Linked DNA regions of Canis lupus: region 1 is linked to region 2. A link is a contact called in public Hi-C data. All regions are on one chromosome and are shown on one strand. The core of a region is the stretch at or near the end of the contact, and the rest is flanking DNA. Distances in the headings are between cores, read along the strand shown. Region 1 overlaps GSAP (gamma-secretase-activating protein). Region 2 holds the start of FBXL13 (dynein regulatory complex subunit 6).

What was found. Hi-C and Micro-C count contacts between places; a contact is called where the count stands out from the background.
Region 1: a contact with region 2 is called in a Hi-C map of amygdala, with 6 times the contacts expected there. The contact joins the enhancer-like site here to the promoter of FBXL13 in region 2. A contact is called at or near these places in 3 of 9 Hi-C or Micro-C datasets (amygdala and blood).

The regions. Positions count from the first base shown.
Region 1 is chr18:17,711,742-17,716,578 of UU_Cfam_GSD_1.0, reverse strand. All of the region lies in intron 19 of GSAP (gamma-secretase-activating protein), which reads left to right. Among named protein-coding and RNA genes, the nearest start is that of GSAP, 56 kb to the left of the region's middle. Within about 2 kb of position 2,283, at least 5 of the 20 cell types and tissues checked have an H3K27ac peak or open chromatin away from gene starts, as enhancers often do.
Region 2 is chr18:17,297,312-17,301,920 of UU_Cfam_GSD_1.0, reverse strand. FBXL13 (dynein regulatory complex subunit 6) reads right to left here and starts at 2,957. Exons shown (of 22, transcript XM_038562793.1): 1 at 2,895-2,957. It overlaps ARMC10 (armadillo repeat-containing protein 10), which reads left to right and starts at 3,121. Exons shown (of 6, transcript XM_038562807.1): 1 at 3,121-3,339. The coding sequence starts at 3,201.

The sequences.
Region 1 (4,837 bases), core at 1,034-3,533, 420 kb before region 2:
TTTGGAGAGGGAAGTTTTCTGAAGATAGAGAATGATGGGGATCAACCGAAACCGTACAGAACTCGTCTTTTCCATGCCGCCTCAAACCAGTTCACACTGGAGGGGTTCTTGTAGATTGTCCTTAGAGGACCTGGTAGCTGCTTCTTACTTCATTTGTATCCTCTCAACATGCACGCACGCACGCACAAATACACACACAGTCTGAAACCCATTAAGTAACCTGGGCTGGGATTATCTAATTTCCTTCTGGTTCTAAGAACAACTTTTCTGTTTTTCAAAAGTGACCTATGTTGTCTCTCTGTATGTGGTCTCTGTGAAGCTTCTGCACACCTCCTTCCTGCCACTAAGCAGTAGCGATTAGTGTCTTTCTGTAATCTGGTGGTTTCAGAAGAGTTTCTTAGTACAATAGGGAGAATAGAAAAGGGTGGGTGAGTAGAAAAGAATGTGTATGTAGTTAAAAACTGGAGAGTGTTTTAGCAGTTTCCTTGAAGCTCCTTTGTTGTTTTTGGCATCACCTCCTGTTAATTATAGCTTGGTGTGTAGTGGGAAATCTCAACTTTTGGCAGCAGGCAGCTCGCTGCACTGCCGCTCTTTTATTTACATTTGATGCTTTTGGATCCATGAAGGGCAGGTGAGGCCTGGGCAGCTGGGGAAAAGCTGAAACCCGTAAGGCTGAGGTCATGGTGGTGCATGGGCAATGAGAGAGGGCCAACTGGGGTAGGTTTAGCAGTTCTGGCTTTCAGGCCTAAGAAGCGTCCTGCAAGGAGGCTGACAAGTGATGGTTCTAGGCCCCAGCCTGAGACCACTGTGGAGCTCTCCAAAGGGAGGAGGATGAAGGGAAAAGAAAGGTTTGATTAATAGCTGAAAAAATTCTAGGGCACCTGGGTGACTCAGCCGGTTAAGCGTCTGCCTTCTGCTCAGGTCATGATCTCAGGGTCCTGGGATTGAGCTCCATATGGAGCTCCTTGCTCAGCAGGGAGCCTGCTTCTTCCTTTCCTTCCTGCTCCTGCTCTCTCTCAAATAAATAAAATCTTAAAAAAAAAAAAAAAAAAGCTGAAAAAGTTCTTAAGAGCCTCCATCTTTTCATTGTATGGTTTCTGCTCTTATCACTAGCCCTACCAAACCCATAATATGTTTGATGGACACACAATAAGCCAGTGAAGAAAATTTTAAAGAGAAAGTAATGTCACCCATAATTCTACAGTTCCTGACAGATCAACTTTCAGCTCCCCCACCCACCCCCGTTTCCTCCTGGCCTTTGTAATATTTTACCTAGTAATGACAACCATCCAGAGATATTTAGTAAAGATTGCCAATTATATCATTTTTCGTGCTGCTACTATGTGAACTTTGTAGTTATGACCTCTCATGGCTCCATAAGATTCTGCTGGGTTATTGTGTCCTAATGAATCATTTTTCTGTTTCGAGACATTTACTCTGTCTCCAGCCCGCATTAAAAAAATTGCTATTAAAAATAATGTTGCAGTGAATATTTTTACATAGATATATGTGATGTCTATGTAATGTCTATATTTGGTTTATTCCTCCAAGGTTAAATGTCCAGGAGTTTTACTGGGCGAAGACTATGACAATTTTAAAACTTTTGATTGTTATTGCCAAATTGGTATTCAAAAAAAAAGTTGTGATTAACTTACAAGGTTTTTATGAGTTTCAGTTTTACTATAACCTTTTCACCATTGTATATTTTCATTTAAAAATTGGGACAGCTGGGTGGCTCAGCAGGTGAGCGTCTGCCTTTGGCTCAGGGTGTGATCCCAGGTCTGGAGATTGAGTCCCACGTCGGGCTCCCTGCATGGAGCCTGCTTCTCCCTCTGCCTGTGTCTCTGCCTCTCTCTCTCTCTCTCTCTCTCTCTCTGTGTCTCTCGTGAATAAATAAATAAAATCTTTTTTTAAAAAAAAGCGTAAAGGAGTGATGTGAAGGTTCTCTTAATTTTTTACCCATTGGCTTATTCTAAGAATATGACTTGGCTTTCCTTCAGAACAAAGTAGCTTATTTTTGCACTTTTCTTTTTTCTATTTCTGTGTGTAAAATGTTGTTTTTATATTCATGTTTTTTTCTTTGATAGTCACCCTGCCATCTCCTTTTTTCTCCTCTCCCCTAATTATCTTTAGCATCTGGCCCTGCAGACAGATGTTTCCCATTAACCATCCCCAAACCTGCTTCGGAGATCGCTCTCTGCTCCACATGTGCCTACATGCTGGTAGGAAGGGTTACGTAGCGCAAGTTCGAGCCGTAGATCTCTTCACAACCCTGTCCACGCACATACGATGGACAGGCAGGGGAGCAAAGGTCCTGCTGGGATGGGCCTTGGGCTTTGGAGGAAATGGTACTAGATTTGGTTAGGCCAGTCCCCAGCCCAGCCCTGGTCACTCAGCACGGGGGACACAGGACACCTGGCTCTGATCTTTCTCGTTTGTTTCCCCACTTCTGTTTGCACAATAGCCCTCACTAGAAGCTGCTGCCTTTGACCTACTTCTTCTGCCCCAAGTCCCAGCTTAATTATATTGCGATGGACCTGCTTGCAGAGGCACATGCCACCCTCTGCTCCCCCCCCCCCCCAGCCCCAGTTATAGGACTGTTCTCAACATGCTTATTCAGCTACAGGAGTTGGCTCTGACTACCTATGACCTGAATCACAAGTTACCTTTCAAATGAATGTGTGCTTGCTGCCAGACTTTCCACGAGGCCCAAGGGACCTCTATTTACTCTCACCACACTTGCTTCCATTCTCCTTGGTAGATGACTAATGTGATAAGGAGTCCGGAGAGGGAAGGGCAAAGTGAAACTAGATAAGCATTTTCTTCCGGCTCTCTCTGCAAGTAATTCTCCTGTGCAGTACTTTACATAGGACTTAACTAGGACTATGTCATTTAACGTGCATAAACCAGTTAAATTAGAAGTTTTATCACCTGAAATGCAAGAGGCTTCCTTACATTATAAAATTGTTTCCCAGAGAGCTTTAAACAATTACCTGAATAGTATATTGAAACAAGGTCCTTGCCCTAAAAGCAGTGTTATCAAGAGTGACCTTCCTACAAATGATTTTATTTTTTAAAGATGTTATTTATTTATTCATGAGAGACCCAGAGAGACAGCGAGACACAGGCAGAGGGAGAAGCAGGCTCCATGCAAGGAGCCCAATGTGGGACTTGATCCCAGGACCCCAGGATCATGACCTGTGCCAAAGGCAGATGCTCAACCGCTGAGCCACCCAGGCATCCCCTACCAATGATTTTAACCCTTCATAAAACATGGTTTTCTCCAGGGAGGTGGCAATTTTCATTAAAGGCTTAAAATTACCCTTGATGTTATGGTGAGAAGAGAAACTATTAAAACTGTCCAACCACAGGAAGCACAAAAAGATTGAAAAGTATATAGAGACAATAACCTATTTGAACATAAAGATATAGGTGAATGAGCATACCACAAATGGAGAAATGGAGTATTTTTACCAAAGTATTTTTTAACCCAGACATCCTTAGTTTCTTTTTATAAAATAAGGAAACCTTTTCGTCATTTGTTTAGATTAACTGACTCAGAGACTGGGAAGACCAGAAAGACTTCTATGCCCTTCCCAGTTCTGTCCACTCAAACTCGATCGTGTTACTGCAAGTATCTATGGGGAGGGCTCTCAGTGCCCCCTGAGCAATTGGGAAAACGATCATGGGCACCTGGGCTCTTCTCCATTCAGAGACTTGTTTATTTAATTATGCTTCTTCACTTAAAAAGTGTCTTAAGAATACTATTTTAATTGGACAAGAGTATAATTAATTGCTTAAGGAAATAGAAACAACTTTTTTCCTTGACCCTCCCAATACAGACAACCACCATCATCTAAAGGTTGGGGATCCAGAGTATCAACAAAATTACAATGTAATAGCTTACAATTTTTAAAAGTGATGGGTGTCGCTTTGATAACTGTGTGTCCCAGATAATGTCAATTGGTTATGTGGGAAATTGATTTTGCAAAGTTCAGTTTGTACATAGGTGATACTGTGATATAACTAGAAATACTAGACATTTGGTCTCCATCCGTGATTCCTAGGACAGAGTTCCTAAAATCCTGGTCATTTCCTAAGTGATAAGAGCTATAGGGATATATTTTGTTATATTTAGCGTTTGTTCCCAGTTTCTGAAATAGCTCCGGAGCAAACCGGTGAAAAGAATGTCTTTTGTTATTCATATCAAGCCCCTTTCAGTTACACCTGAGTTATGTTAATGAGATGGTTTTTTGGAAAGCACCTAGGCTGTGGGCTGGTTGCATAAAGAACCAACCCTGTAGAAGGTTGGAACTTTCACTGCCTGCCCTCCTCTCACCTCCAGAGGTAAGGGAGAGTGGCTAGAGATTGAGTTCAGTGACCAGTGGCCAATGATTTAATTTATTCTGCTTGCGTAATGGAGCCTCCATAAAGAACTCTTACTGAAGGAGTTTGGATAGCTCCTGAGATGGATGACCAGTGAAGGTGTGGGAGGGTGCTATGCCTGAGGAGCCCTTGGAAACAGCCCTTTCCCCCATGCCTGCTCCTATCCATCTCTTCATCTGGCGGTTCCTTAGTTGTATCCTTTTACGATAAACCAATATATAATAAGTAAACTGTTTTCTTGAGTTCTGTGAGCTACTCCAGTGAATTATCAAACCCGAGGAGGAGGTCTTGGGAACCTCTAATTTATAGGCAGCTTTTGGGATCCAGTGCTGCTTCTTGGTAGGTAGTGTCAGAATTGAGTTAAATTGTAAGACACCCAAGTGGTGTTGGAGAAGTGATGGATGTAGGGGAGGAAACTCACACAATTGGTGACCAGAAGTGGAGTCTTCAG
Region 2 (4,609 bases), core at 1,708-4,207:
GGAGAATTGGGTAGAAGCATTATTTGAAAATGATCAAAAATTTTCTAAAACTGATGGAAAATATCAATCAATAGAATCAGTAACCCAATAAGTCAAGCAGGGTTGTGTTTTGTGGTTTGTTTGTTTTCTTTAAATCAGCCTCTATGCAGGGGTTTGCAGGGAAATGACATCCAGGTTTTATTCAGGATAGGCGGGCGAAATTCAGACGAGGTTAAATATGCAGGGAAGTCCTGATTTAAAAAAAAAAAAAAAAAAATGTATGTATTCCAAAGCTTGCCGAAGATGGGTTTTAGAGGATTGCTAGTCCTGTTGAATCGGGTCAGATGAGTAGCTGTGTAGGGATATGAGGCTCAACGGGTTCATCCTGATAGTCCTTTAGGGGAAGTGGGTAACCAGGCTAAGGAGGGAGCGGGGCTCCCAGAAGCCTGCTCTCTTGCCCCGCTGGTAACGTGGTCAGAAGTGACGGAAGGGCTCATGAGAATATCGCCTTCAGTGAAGGGCACTTCTGAGGGCTCCCCTTCTCTGGGAGCAAAGCAATGTGGTAGGCTGGTGGGCTAGGGTGCTCTCACCCAAAGGAGGAACCAGGGATGCCTCTACCAGCTTATGGGAAGTGGAGAGCAAGGTGAGGAAAGGCTATCACTTCTCTGATGCTCCCGGACCCTCAGCTCGAGCCCACTTTCTGCTATGTATCTCACAGCCAACCAAGACAGGGTCATCGCAGCTATTCTGAGTGATCTAAATCTTAAACCCAAATATTCCACTTTCGGACCCCTACCCTCCTATTTTTCCAGCTCCCACACTCAGTTACTCCTGCTAATCCTCTTTACTCCTTAGGAACCTCCACTTTCTACCCATGTATCATATCCGGTCCCATTCTCACCTCATACCCAGTCCCTTGGCCCATCACTCAGGTACCCTAAAAAGCTTAGCTCCTTCCCCGCTGCCCCTCCACACTATATGCCTGGCCAACACCTCTCCTGGATGAAGTCAATCTTATTTCTGTACCTCTATTGGGTTTACTGACTGCTACTTAAGGAAAACCAGGGCAGCTCTGATGGCCCAGCGGTTTAGTGCCACCTTCAGCCTGAGGTATGATCCTGGAGACCTGGGATTGAGTCCCACGTTGGGCTCCCTGCATGGAGCCTGCTTCTCCCTCTGCCTGTGTCTCTGCCTCTGTGTGTGTGTGTGTGTCTGTCATGAATAAATAAATAAAATCTTAAAAAAAAAAAAAAAAGAAGAAGAAAAGAAAGAAAAACTACACCCTGGGGAAGATGAGTGCCATGCTCTCTACATATTTTGAAATATAATCGTGTAGAAGTAAAACATGAATGAGACTCAGCAGAAAAAAAGTAAAACAATACACAAGTATACACAGCAAAGAAAATTAGGGTTCTCTCCTAAAAGCATTCCCCCCAAACATTTGCTATTAATAGTTTTGCATATGTTCTATGCATGCATTATTATTGTCTTAAACGTCGCTACACACAGACATAGGAAATCACAGTAGGGATCCCTGGGTGGCTCAGCGGTTTAGTGCCTGCCTTCCGCCCAGGGCGTGATCCTAGAGTCCCAGGATCGAGTCCCACATCCGGCTCCCTGCATGGAGCCTGCTTCTCCCTCTGCCTCTCTCTGAGTCTCTCGTGAATAAATAAATAAAATCTTTAAAATAAGAAAAAAAAGGAAATCACAGTAGCTACATTGTAGGAGACACTTCTGGGGCAACTTGCATTTTTCTTCTTCTTTTAAACTATGTCTTGGAGAGCTTTTCTTCTCAAAAGGTATACACATACTTTATATACTATCTCATTCCCTTATTCATATAGAAGTTATTTACTATTTTCACCATAATGAATATCCTCGGACAGCTTTCTGGATACACGTGAAAGCCTATCTCTCCAGTGGATCCCTAGAAGTGAAATGTTTGGTCAAAGGCTATATGTAGTCAACATTTAATAAATTTAAATTAACCATTCAAAAAGGCTGCACCGAACTGCCCTCCCAAGTGCACAGCAGTCACTTTCGCAAGCTGGGCTCTCAGGGCTGCCGGGCTCTCCTCGTCTCTTTCCCCAGACTTCTCTCCCCCTCAGTCTCCACACACGTGTCTCTGCTCAGACCCCTTCTGCAGCCTCCAAACCCGCGCAAACACGCACGGCTTAGCATACGTCTCACCAAATCTTTGTCGAGAAAATGGCAGTCACCGGGTCTTGCTTTCCTAATCCCCAAACCTACAAAACCCGCCGGGCCTCTCCAGTCCTTCCTGCTGTAACGACGGGGGGAGGGGCCCCTGGTCAGGCAGGGTCGGGCTGTGGGGTCGGGGCCTGCCGCCTGGCGCCCCCAGGCTCCGCCTCCCCCGGGGCCCGCCGCTGCCCGCTCGCTCTCCCGACCACTTGCGCATCCTCCTGCGGCCCCGGGCCTCTTGCCCAGACCTTAAGTGCGGGGCTCGCGGTTCCTGTCCCGGGCCCCGCGCCCCGTGCTCTGGCCTCCGAGCCGGTCCGCCCCGGGCGCCGCGCCGCCTGCCCTCTCCGCCCCCGGCTCCCGGCCGGGCCCAACCCCCGCCCCTCCTCCCGGACGTCTTCGGGCTCCGCTGCTCTAACGCCGCCGCCGCCGCGGGCTCCAGTACCTCGCACACCTGAGGAATGTAATTCTCCTTGAAGTAGCTCCTCAGCCGGGAGTCGGCGGTGCGCAGCGAGGCCATGACCGGGGCCCCCCAGACTCCGCGCCCCGCGCCCGCTAGCGCGTCCCGGCGTTGCCCTGGCAACCGCGGGGCGGGGCGGGCGCGGCCCCGGAGCCCCCCGCCCCCGCCGCCGCGAGCCGCCGGGAGCCGCCGGGAGCCGAGGAGAGCCGCCGGGCGTGGAGGCGGGCCCGAGCCCGGGCGGGAGCGAGGGGAAGCCCACCTCTGGACGGGGACCGCGTCCCCCAGTGAGTCCCCTCGGTGCGCGCGGTCCCTGCGCCTCCTCGCGGAGCTCCGCCCTAGCTCCGCCCCCTCGCTCCGGCCCCGCCCCCGCTCCGCCCCTGCCGCCCCGCCGGGCCGCTCGGGGCGCAGTGGGCGGTCCCTCCGTGTCAGCAGGGCCGTTTCCGGGAGGCGGGGCTCGGGCCCCATTTCCTGTGTCCTCCCGGCGCCGGCGCTCGGGCTGAGGCGGGATCCGCGGCTCCCCGCCTCGCGCGCCAGGCCCAGCGCAGCGCCCCGGCCCCAGGGCAGCATGGGCGGCGCCCGGGACGTGGGCTGGGTGGCGGCGGGCCTGGTCCTCGGGGCCGGTGCCTGCTACTACATTTACAAGCTGGCGCGGGGCCGGCGGCGAGGCGCCCGCGGGCTTCGGCTGCGCCCCTCGCGCTCGGCAGGTGAGGCCACGGGGTGCCCGGCAGGTGGCCGGGGCGGGGGGCGGGGGCGGGGGCACGGACGACGGCCCCCTCGCTGGGGCTCTGAGCTGCCGCCTGCGTCCACCTCGTCCAAAATCCCGGGGTAAAAACGCCCGGATTTTCCTGGCTGAGGGCGGCGTCCCCGCGGAGGATTGGGTGGTTTCTCAGAAGCGCGTGGGTTGCCCCTCAGGGTCAGGACCCGCCGCGGAAGGTGCGGTGGTGCCTGCGGCCGCCCCTGAGGAAGGAGGGCGGGGGCCCCGCCGCGGCGCGGAGGCCCGGGGACTCCCTGCGGTTCGGTTACGAGGTTGCGGAGGTCCCGGGGCCGCGGATGGAAGCAGCTGCCCGCGCGGGGAGCTGGGGGCGCCCCCCCCGCGACCCCCCGCGACCCAGCGCCGGGGTGGTTGCTGCCCCAAAGCCGGTGGTGCATCGGGATTCCGAGGATTTGCTGGGTGTTCTAGGATAGTGCGGGTCACGGATGCCAACCAAGAAACTCCTCCCTACAAATGGAGGAAAGAACTAAAGCTTTATTGTTGAATAAGCGCGACTCCAGATTGCCGTGCCCATCACAGGCGATCAGCTGATGGGATTGAGAAGACACACGTGTCTTCACTTCGTGTATCTGGCGGATAAAGTCTGTTTCGTGTCATCTCTGCATGTTCTGAAGATAAACAGGAACTTGTCCTCAAGAGGGCTTGACAGCACCATTCACACAGAGTCCATCCTAAATTCGCTGGTAATCGGGGTGGCTATCGCTGTTAGCTAATTGCCTTGATCCAGAGGAAAATAAGACTTCTCGGGATCTTTATGATGAGCAGGTGGTTACCACGTGGAGCCAGGCGCCAAGGCTAAACTTAGGGGTCTGCGCTCCATCTTTTGATGTTTACATTTCACATAGATGACCCCAAAAGCCCCTAAGAATGACTTTCTTACATGTAAACTGGCAAGACGGTTACTTAGCTTTTTAAAAGTCATTTGGGGCACCTGAGTGGCTCGGTGGTGGAGCGCCTGCCTTCAGCTCAGGTCATGACCCCGGGGTCCTGTGATCAAGTCCCCCATGGGGCTCCCTGCATGGAGCCTGCTTCTCCCTCTGCGTGTTCCTCTGCCTCTCTCTCTCTGTTTCTCGTGAATAAATAAAATATTTTTTTAAATGCCATTTATATCAAAGAGAGGATTTACAGTTCTGGCTGACGTTTGAACAACAGGGGTTTAAACTGTGCAGGTTTACTTACACGAGATTTTTTTTTTCAATAAA